Regions from separate parts of the Ctenopharyngodon idella genome. Here region 1 is linked to region 2. A link is a contact called in public Hi-C data. All regions are on one chromosome and are shown on one strand. Each heading gives the region's core, a stretch centred on a gene start, on an enhancer-like site or on the middle of the called end of the contact. The rest is flanking DNA. Distances are from core to core; before and after follow the strand shown.

What was found. A called contact is a pair of places that touch in the nucleus more often than the background predicts.
Region 1: a Hi-C map of muscle shows a contact between it and region 2, with 7 times the contacts expected there. The contact joins the promoter of ube2d4 here to the promoter of tgoln2 in region 2. A contact is called at or near these places in 2 of 2 Hi-C or Micro-C datasets (both in muscle).

What each region holds. Positions count from the first base shown.
Region 1 is chr8:1,446,556-1,451,440 of HZGC01, reverse strand. ube2d4 (ubiquitin-conjugating enzyme E2D 4 (putative)) reads right to left here and starts at 1,745. Exons shown (of 7, transcript XM_051902315.1): 1 at 1,482-1,745. The coding sequence starts at 1,505.
Region 2 is chr8:1,292,925-1,297,639 of HZGC01, reverse strand. tgoln2 (trans-golgi network protein 2) reads left to right here and starts at 2,488. Exons shown (of 4, transcript XM_051902306.1): 1 at 2,488-2,654; 2 at 3,191-4,077; 3 at 4,184-4,267. The coding sequence starts at 2,606.

The DNA of each region.
Region 1 (4,885 bases), core at 496-2,995, 150 kb before region 2:
TACAATGACAATTTATAGTGACCACGGCTGTCGAGCTCTAAAAATGACAAAAGCACACCGTAATGTAGGCTATCCTAACAACCAAACACAATGTGATAAGAGTCCAGCGACAAGCAATACGTCTGTCCATACAAGACACAACAAAATCAATAACAAATCACAGCCAATCAGAAGAGCGTGTGGGCGGAGCTCTCTCTGCAAGCGCACTGCCTTCTTGCACTCAAAACGAAATGGATAAAAACAAACAATATAAACAAAGACTAACAATTTTAACATTATTTAAAACAATCTTTGTCATTAAGTATACTTGTTAGTTCACATTGTGTTTACAGTTTGAACGTTCTTGTTTCCTTTAAGTTATTTTCAAGATCAAGGTAATTTTTTATGGCTATTAAAGTCATGCAAAAATTATATTCAAACTCAAATGTAACCTGTCCAAAATTGATAAGTAAGCCTCCTAGGAGTGCCTCCTAATCTTGAATCAGAATTACTTCCCCTCCCTCTTGCAGTGACATCTCTTCTCTGATGACGAGGGCGGGGCAACCTGTCACTCACATGAGATCCACCAATAGCAAACCACAACCATCCAATCAATTCCCCACGGACAAAATCAAGCCCCGCCCAACATTTGTTCTTGTTCGAGAAGCCGTTTCAGTCGGATATGTCACAATAGGGAAGAAAAGGTGCCGACTTTTGGTAACTTAAAAAGTTTTTTAAAATTTTTCCTAAAAAAAAAAAAAAACAACAGCATGCGAGTTAAGAAGAACATCATCAAGGGGGCGAATAAATAATTACAGAATTACAATTCTTATAACTAGTGATTATGGAATCACTGAAAGCAATACAGTTTTTTTCTGTGATTAAAGTCGTTGGTTATGCGGGCAGGGTGTTGAATCTGTTAAAAATACCCTCCGCTGTCCTAGTGCCCTATTTGCCGAGCCATATATGGACACACTGACATTGGGGTTCAGCATTTGGCAACTTGAAAGCAGTTGTCGCCCATCACGCATGCGCACCAGTGGCGTTTCTCTCATTCACGATGACCGACAACAGAAAAGATACATTTTAACAATGTTTAGATGTCTAACCGAACTTACATGCCACAAATCATTCACAACAACACCTGTTAAAACCCCAAATCATGTGTTTTATGCGCACAATTCCCTGTGCTACAACATCGCATATCAACAATAGATGTTGTCGATCACATATTGCGCAAAACAAACACTCGCGATCAGCCATATCTAAGTAACGGCGACCGTTATAACAGAATGCGCGTGAATCTGTAATGATCAGAAAGAGAGCGTGCGTCTGTCGACTGCATGCATCCACCATTGGCCATCCGTCTTTGTCTTGACCAGATGGGGATAAAATGAGGAAAGTGCGAGTGCTTTACATTCACAATAGTATTAGAAGATGACGATGAGGACATTGACAGAGGCTGTGAGGTTATGCGATCCACACAATGAACACAAACTCACCTTTTGGATTCTTTTCAACGCCATTTGCTCGCTGTATTACAGCACACTGTTTGATCTAGTTCAGATACTGTTGGCCTGTACAGTTTGGATGAGAACGCGGTTGTTTTTCTCCTCAGGGTCACACGTTACGTATGTAATAACACAAAAGCACAGATTTGGACATTCACACCGCTGTTTAAACGGCAGTCGCCGATTTGAGGAATTCTTACCCCCTCTAACCTCACTGACAGTTTTTAGTGCTGTACTAGACAGCAGGAAGGTAATCTCGCGATACAACGCAACGTATTTTAGATAATATCGCGATACTAGAGCTTGCGCGTGGGGTTAGAGCGGTGATCTTGGGAAATGTAGTTCTGTAGTGCTAAATTTGCAAAAAAAAGAATGTGAAATAAAAAATTGTGATCGATGATGAAAATAAATCTACACCTTAATCATTCTACTTAACGTGTGTCTCGTTTAGCTACACTAGTATATCTTTTTCTTTTTATTTACTTCCACTAACATGCCTTTTATAACTTATAAATTATATTTTTAATACACGTGAATATGCTTACTGTTTATTTTTCCCTAAAACGCAAATCCCTGATAACAAATGTGTAGTAAGGTTTAAATGCCCACCCAATGTAGTGCTGTGGTTTCTCTATCCCCAAGATGGCGCTGTTTGACTATTTAAGTGGTGGAAAATCCAAAATATTTATTTTCTTTATAAAAAAGCAGAAAACCGCGGCACATCATTTCTATCACGTGACATAAAGCACAATTTAACAAAAGGGGGTCAACCCCGTAATATTAAGTTTTACCTGTAAATATGAAGATACGTTTCTCTGATGGATTTTAAATCGTAATTTTGGCCACCCCTGAAATGGGTCATACCATTAACATTACCCGAGTAGTTGAATTAAAGGGACAGTTCACCCAAAAATGAAAAATCTGTCACCATTTACTCACCCTCAAGTTGTTACAAACATTCTTCAAAATATCTTCTTTTGTGTTCAGCGGAAGAAAGAAATTCATACAGGTTTAGAACAACTTGAGGGTGAGTAAATGATGACAGAATTTAAATTTTGGGGTGAACTGTCCCTTTAAATACAATATAAAACTGTGCTCATTCAGGGATGTGCACATGGATATAAAACAAAGGGTTTGTGAATTTCAGGTTTTCATGTGTTTATTTATACAATTTTTTGAATTATAATATCTGATGGCCATAACAACGGTTTCATAAACTGTTTTGTTTCATTATTGTGTAGCCTAACTGTTTAAATTTCACTGAGTAAAGCCTATAATTTAAAAGACTTAAACAGCCGATAATAGGTAGGTTCCCCTTGTGACAACCTTGTGTTTAATGAACTGTATCTTGTTTCCTGGGCAATAACAGTGGAAATGTTCAATAGCTGTTTTGTAGCCAGGACTTTGTCTAAACAGAGAAAAACCTACTCTGAGAAATATTTACTGGAGTAAAAGTCTGGTTTCCCCCATCACATTATAAAAACACTGACAGCGAGAAATAATTTATGTGGGTAGAAAGTGTTAAAATACAGTTTTCTGCATCATATTTTGGCGAATTATTGGTAAAATTTACAGTGGGTTATATTAACATTTTGTACTATTCAATACTCAATGATCAGTTTATTGTCTGCCACGAGCACGAGTATCAAATGGCCTTGATGAATCTAGTGTAAGATATTGTATTGTGTCGTAAAAGACTGTATTTCGTCTCAGGTTTATCCAATATAACTGTGACACTAATGGCTTCTCTGTCAGCCTGAGGCAGAGTCATGATCTCTCTGAGTGAATTTTATTCCAGCTGCTTAACATTGACAGCTCCTCTCCTGTAAAGCTGCCCCCTATTGTGTGCTTAAAGTGAGCCAGGCCAGGGTTTATAGCTGCTTTAACAATGAGAAACTCTCCTAAAATTAAACAATGTGCTGTTGATCAGTGAGTAAACGGTCTCACAAACATTCTAAAGTGTTATGTTTATAATAGGTATGAGCAAAATCAGGGTTTTTTAATCTTCCCCCAGTCATAAAACATTGATTTGATCTTGAATGCTGATTGGTCAATGATATGTGCCAAATACAGATACTTAAAGGAATATTTCGGGTTCGGTACAGTCTAAAGAAGATGATTCTTTAAAGGTTCTTTACACGTAATAGGCTAATAGTTAGAATCATATCATCTTGAATAACTGCTTAATGCTAAAATGGTTATTTGTGTTAAGGCCCGTTCACACCAAGAACGATAACTATAAAGATAATCTAACAGTGAATTTAGCTGAAGAAGTAAATATAGTAAAATAAAAACAACGCTGCAACTTCAAAGGAATTAGACAATGTTGTCGAAACTAGCGTTGGATATCTGAGGTAATTTTTATGTTACACTGTTTGCTAGACTGGCATATTGATCTCATAATACTTAACTGTTTATTCGAGGGAATGACCGATTTCCATATCCATTTTCTTTAAAGTATACTTTTGTCAAACAGTGGCTTTTTCTGGCGATTAACTTCTCAGCAATGTCGTCCGCCATTTTAAATGCGCGAGCCCTTAAATTAGAACGGATTCTGATTAGCTGGCAGTAGTTTTATCGTTCAGCAGCTGAAAAAAATAGTTCTGAAAGTGATCCCAGCGATATCGTTTCTCTATTTCGTTATCGTTATAGCTGTGGTGTGGACAGTGCTATACTCGTATATTTAGAACTATATCTTTATCGTTATCTTTATAGTTGTTGGTGTGAACGGGCCTTAGAGTTTGGGGATTTATTCCCGCCCTTTTGTAGTTTAAATCTGTAACTGTCAAAATTCTTTAAAAGCCGCCGCATTATTGATTTTCTGGAGCTCAACCATCCAACTACAGACTGTTAACACACAGGTACTTGATATCCTTCTTAAAATGTCTATAAATTATTATTGTTATTTTTTTTTTATGGTTTCCTACTAAACATGTCTTTTTTTCTCAGAACATGTAAGTATGAGCAGCTCTGTCGAGTTGAGGATACTTCTCTTCTCCAGGAAGCAAGTAAGTGACAGAAATATTGAATTTATTATCCATATAGTTAAGACTTTAATTCTTGCTTAGGTTAATGCATAAACATGCCCATTACTTTTTAGCACTTTTCCCTTATAACATACTGTCCATCCACAATGGATTTACTAAAAAGTAATGGGGCCAATTTTTGGTGGATTTAAAAGCATTCTTACAGCCGTTTTAGGCTTTCATGGCATTATGTTGCAAAGTTTTCTTTACATTAAAATATTGTTTATGTCTTGTGGCTATACAGTATATTGAAACAGATTTGCCTCATTCAAGTGAAAATTAATTTTTTTGTAATCAACATTATGCCACAAGTGCTGTCGATTAAGTTTAACTTGTACTGAAGCCGGTGTATTCCTTTAATAATATTTG
Region 2 (4,715 bases), core at 1,239-3,738:
CAGGTAATGCCTCGACGGGGAACAGGAACGAGAGCCAGGACTAAAGGCCGGAACACACCAAGCTGACGGTCGGCAGTCGGGCAGTTTTTGTTCGTCGGCCGACTAAGTTTTCTCAGTGTGTTCTGCACCGTCGGCTGAAGTTGGTCCACGCCGTTTTTTTTCCGGCCGATTCGAAATGTTGAATCGGCGTCGGCGCTCGTCGGGCCATCTGATCGTGCTGGTACGGAAAGGCATTTCATCTTGCGCAGGCGCAGAACGGACGTGCTACTTGGCCGTCGGGTGTCGAGCGTCGGTTTGGTGTGTCAGGGCAACTTTGGACACAGACGCTGGCGACGTGAGCCAACCCCGCAGTCTGCTTTCGTCGCCACTAGTTCGTCGGCATCGGCTTGGTGTGTTCCGGCCTTAACACTGCACGAACACACCAACGATCTGACAACACAGGGCAAAATGCACAGACATTAAATAGCGGAGCTGATGAGCCCCAGCTGACGCTGATCAGCTCATCAGCAGCAACAAGTGAACCAGTGAACCCGCGAACTGTGACAAGTACAATCAAGTACACTATTACTATGTCATTAGTAGCACTTTTTTCCCCATAATAAAATATATAAAATATAGCATTTTAAGTACTAAAAGTCTACTTACTGTTAAATTGTAAATTTTTGTACACATTTAGTCTGCAAGTTTTATTTTTCATTAAAATCCATTAAAATAGAACTTAGTGACAGTATATATAAAAATCCACTAACACACATTCACAGCACACTTTTAAGTAATGCACTTAAAACACTTATGTATATTTTGTTTACTTTATCTGATTACACTTAAAATCAATTTAAGAGTTAGTGCTAATTAGTGCATTTATATTAAGTGTACTTAAGTACCACAGTTGGGAAAATGTACTTATACATTAGTACTATATTTTTAATAAAATTAATTTACTTTAATCTTAGGATTACTATATAAAAGTCTACTAAGATTGAACAAATTTTTAAAGCATTGAAAGCTCACTTTTAAGAAATACACTAATAAAACTCCTCTGTATATTTTTGCGGTAGTATACTTTATTTCAACGCGCTAAAAATCAATTTAAGTGTTACTTTAAGTGCACTGAAATACTACTGAAGTAGAAATATACTTTTAATTAGTGTATAACTTTTACAATTTTATTTAGCACAAAAAATAAGAATGTACTACAAATGTACTTACTTGCTTGTATTTAAGTATTTTTTAGTGCATTCAAGTATAGTCTTAAACCTTTTAAACCCATCACCTGACAGAAATCACACTTGTCTGTTTGACACTTGTCTAAACATTTGCTGTGTCAATAGTGGGAACACAACAGAACAAACAAAACAGTCTGTGCTTTCTAGCTACTCCGTAAACTTTAAAATTGCAGTTCAGCAGACATAAAGGAATTTGATTCGGCCAGAATAATGTTTGCAACAAAACATAAATAATAATTATAATCATTACATTAATAGTCATTCAGTTTTTTCGCTATTTAAGCATATTTATTCTATCATAATAGACGTGTTCCTCAACTAATTCGACATGTTCAGAACATCACAGTCAAAACAATTAGGCTATCACAAAATGTCCATCACTCATATTATTTTCTGAATACTTTATAAAAATGTTTGAATGTAAGTCAGGGTTTTATTGTGCTTGTTACAATTTTAATATATATATATATTGTAATTTTGTTATTGTAATTATAGTATGGATGACAGAGATAATGATATAATTTAATGTAGTTAATGTAATAATATAATATAATATAATATAATATGGTTTTTTGATGGAGATTAACATGACCAACACTGCTAGAGAAAGACAGTCATAACCTTATATCAGTGTTATTTTAGTTTTTATTTTAGTTTTATTAATATTTTGAATTAGCTTTTATTTTTATATTTTTCGTTAATTTTAGTTTAATTTTTAGTAACTTTGTTATGTGCTTTTTTATTATTATTTATAAATATTGCAATTTAGGTTTATATTTCAGAGTAAATTAGAGTTTTCTAGGAAATAAAGTGTTGTTTTTTTCCACTATGGCCCATAAAATGATCTATCAAATATAAAGGCGTTTTCTATATTTATGACATTATTATTAATTAGGTACATAATTAGAAATCAAACATGTAAACATTAAATGATTTAGAAATGTAAAAACTGCACATATACAGACCTGCAGCGTTGAATTAAATCGCATTTTATAAAAGGAATTCTCTATTCATTCAGCAACTCAATGCTGAATGACAACTAGATCCGTCACTGATGTCCAGCCCACATTTTATATCTTACCATGGCGCTCTTTGTGTAAATTTAATTTTCTTTACTTAGGTGCGCATTTAGAAACCAAACATGTAAGTATGTATGACAAACATATGTAAAACAAACATTTAAGTATGAAATGTGAAAAAACTGCAGCGTTGATTAAATCGCATTTTAAAAGACATCGACAGATAGATCTGTCACCAGAATCCAGTCCGCATTTTATATCTCACGCTCTTTGTGTAAACACGGAAGTCGCTGCGCTGTACCGGAATCGCGTTGGCTGTCAGTCTCGTGTCACTGAATTATTGTATCACAGAATCAAGCCATGATGCGCTTAATAACGCTGTGTTTCGTTGTCCTCTGCTTGTCTCAGGGTAAGTTAGTGTATTCCTCTCTAGTTACACTGCTAGTCAGATTATGTTTGTGGGATTGGCAGATTGATAAAGCTCGTGACGTGTTTACTTGTCAACCATTTCGGTTGCTTTACATGTTAGCTAATCATTAGCCATCTACAGTGCGACATTTCTTTCCACTTTTGCAAATCCTGACAGCAAGATTTGAAGCAAAAGTGGTGAAGAGTGTGACTGGATCAACCACATTCCTGCTTCTGAAATTCAGTGTCTTCCTGTTTGAGGCCATTGTTTACACGTATTGCCTGTTGAAAGTCATCCGATATTTCTTAGTAAATAAGTTTAAAATGACAGACGGGTGGCAAATTAAAGGAAAAACCCACATGAAGTGTCTTAGTTATGTGTTGGGCCTTCAGTACAGCTTCAGTTAATTGGCATTATTTTACAATAGTACAAGTAGCATTCATCTAAAAGGTATTCCCTCATTCATTGTTTTGTTGATACTATAGGCTTAAACTTAAGATTTTTTTTGTGATTCTCTCTCTTGTGGTATTTTTCAGTTTGCACCAGTCCAGTGCCAGATTTAAGTAATGGCGCTCCGGGTGTGACAAAAAGTGATAACTTGCCACAAACATCAAAGGAAATCCTTAAAAATAATGGCTCTGATGATGATAATGAAGCACCTAAAACATCTTCAAGTGGACAACCAGGCGAAGCTTATTCAGTGAGTGCAGAGGATAAAAACACAAAGAAAGAAGAGAAGACCTCATCTAATCAGGTAACTGTCCCTAAAACTCCTGAAGATGATTCAGTTGAAGAGAAGCAAACCCCACCTGACCCTAATAAACCAGCGGGAGAAAACAAACCCACAGAAACGGCTAGAGCTGAAGGAAATGCTTCAAAAGAAGGTGAAAGTGTTAAAGAGGAGCACACCACACCTGAGCAAGATGAAGCAGCCAGGCAAGAAAAAACATCTGAACCTGAAGGAGATGGTGAAACTGCTGTTGAACAAGCAAACTCTAAAGCTACTAAAGGGCATAAAGACGAATCAAATGATCCTAAAATAGATGAAGGGAAGCAGAACACACCTGCCCCTGATAAAGAAACTAGTGAAGAAGGAGATGAATCAAATGGTGAAGAAAAGAAGCTGACCACAGCTGACCAAAATGCCGAAATTGGTGATGTTGACGAGGATGATGAGAACCAGTCTGAATTCGAGACCCCTACAGACAGTGAAGAGGAGCAAAATGAAGAACCAGAACTAGTTGAAAATACAGATGGCACTGATGGTATTGGCCACAAGACCGAAAACCTGGATGGTATCAGAAAAGCAAATGACAATCATCAGTTCGAGGAGAGCGCAGAGAGCAGCCACTTCTTCGCCTATCTGGTGTGTGCCGTCATTCTGGTGGCAGTGCTGTATATTGCCAGTCACAACAAGCGGAAGGTTAGTTCGCCTCCTTCCATCCTGGAGAGATGTTTTTTTAGTTTGTACTGCTGCATTTTAAAGATGTCAAATAAATGACTATTATTCCTTTCACCCTCTCCTACAGATTATTGCTTTTGTCGTCGAGGGCCGGAGATCAAGAGGCTCACGGAGACCCAAAACATCAGATTACCAAAAACTCGACCAGCATGTAAGTAGCGAAAGTAGCGACACACAGAGAGTTAACGCTTCTGTCTTTTAGTTTATTCAAAAATATGTAAGAAGAGTCATTAAAAAACTATTTCATACATGCGATGATTGGAAAACACGTTTCTACATATGTTTATCAATTAAAGGCGCAATATGTAAGATTTTCATACCTGCAAATTTGCTGTTTTGAATCAAAGTATGTCATTTATGTGAATCGTGTAGATCTGAAGAGGGTTTTTTTTTTTCGGTTGGGCGGTGGGGGGGTGTCAGGGTGAAATTGCAAGGACAATAATAACCTCACAAGAATTGAAAATGGGCTGCTTTCCCGTAGACTGGAGTGAGACCATAGACGTCATGTCTCTCGAGCTGTCGCGATCTTCCTGGCGCTCTGTGACGCGTGACAACGCCTCAGTTCAAGCAGAACGCACGTGAACCGACCATCTCTTCCG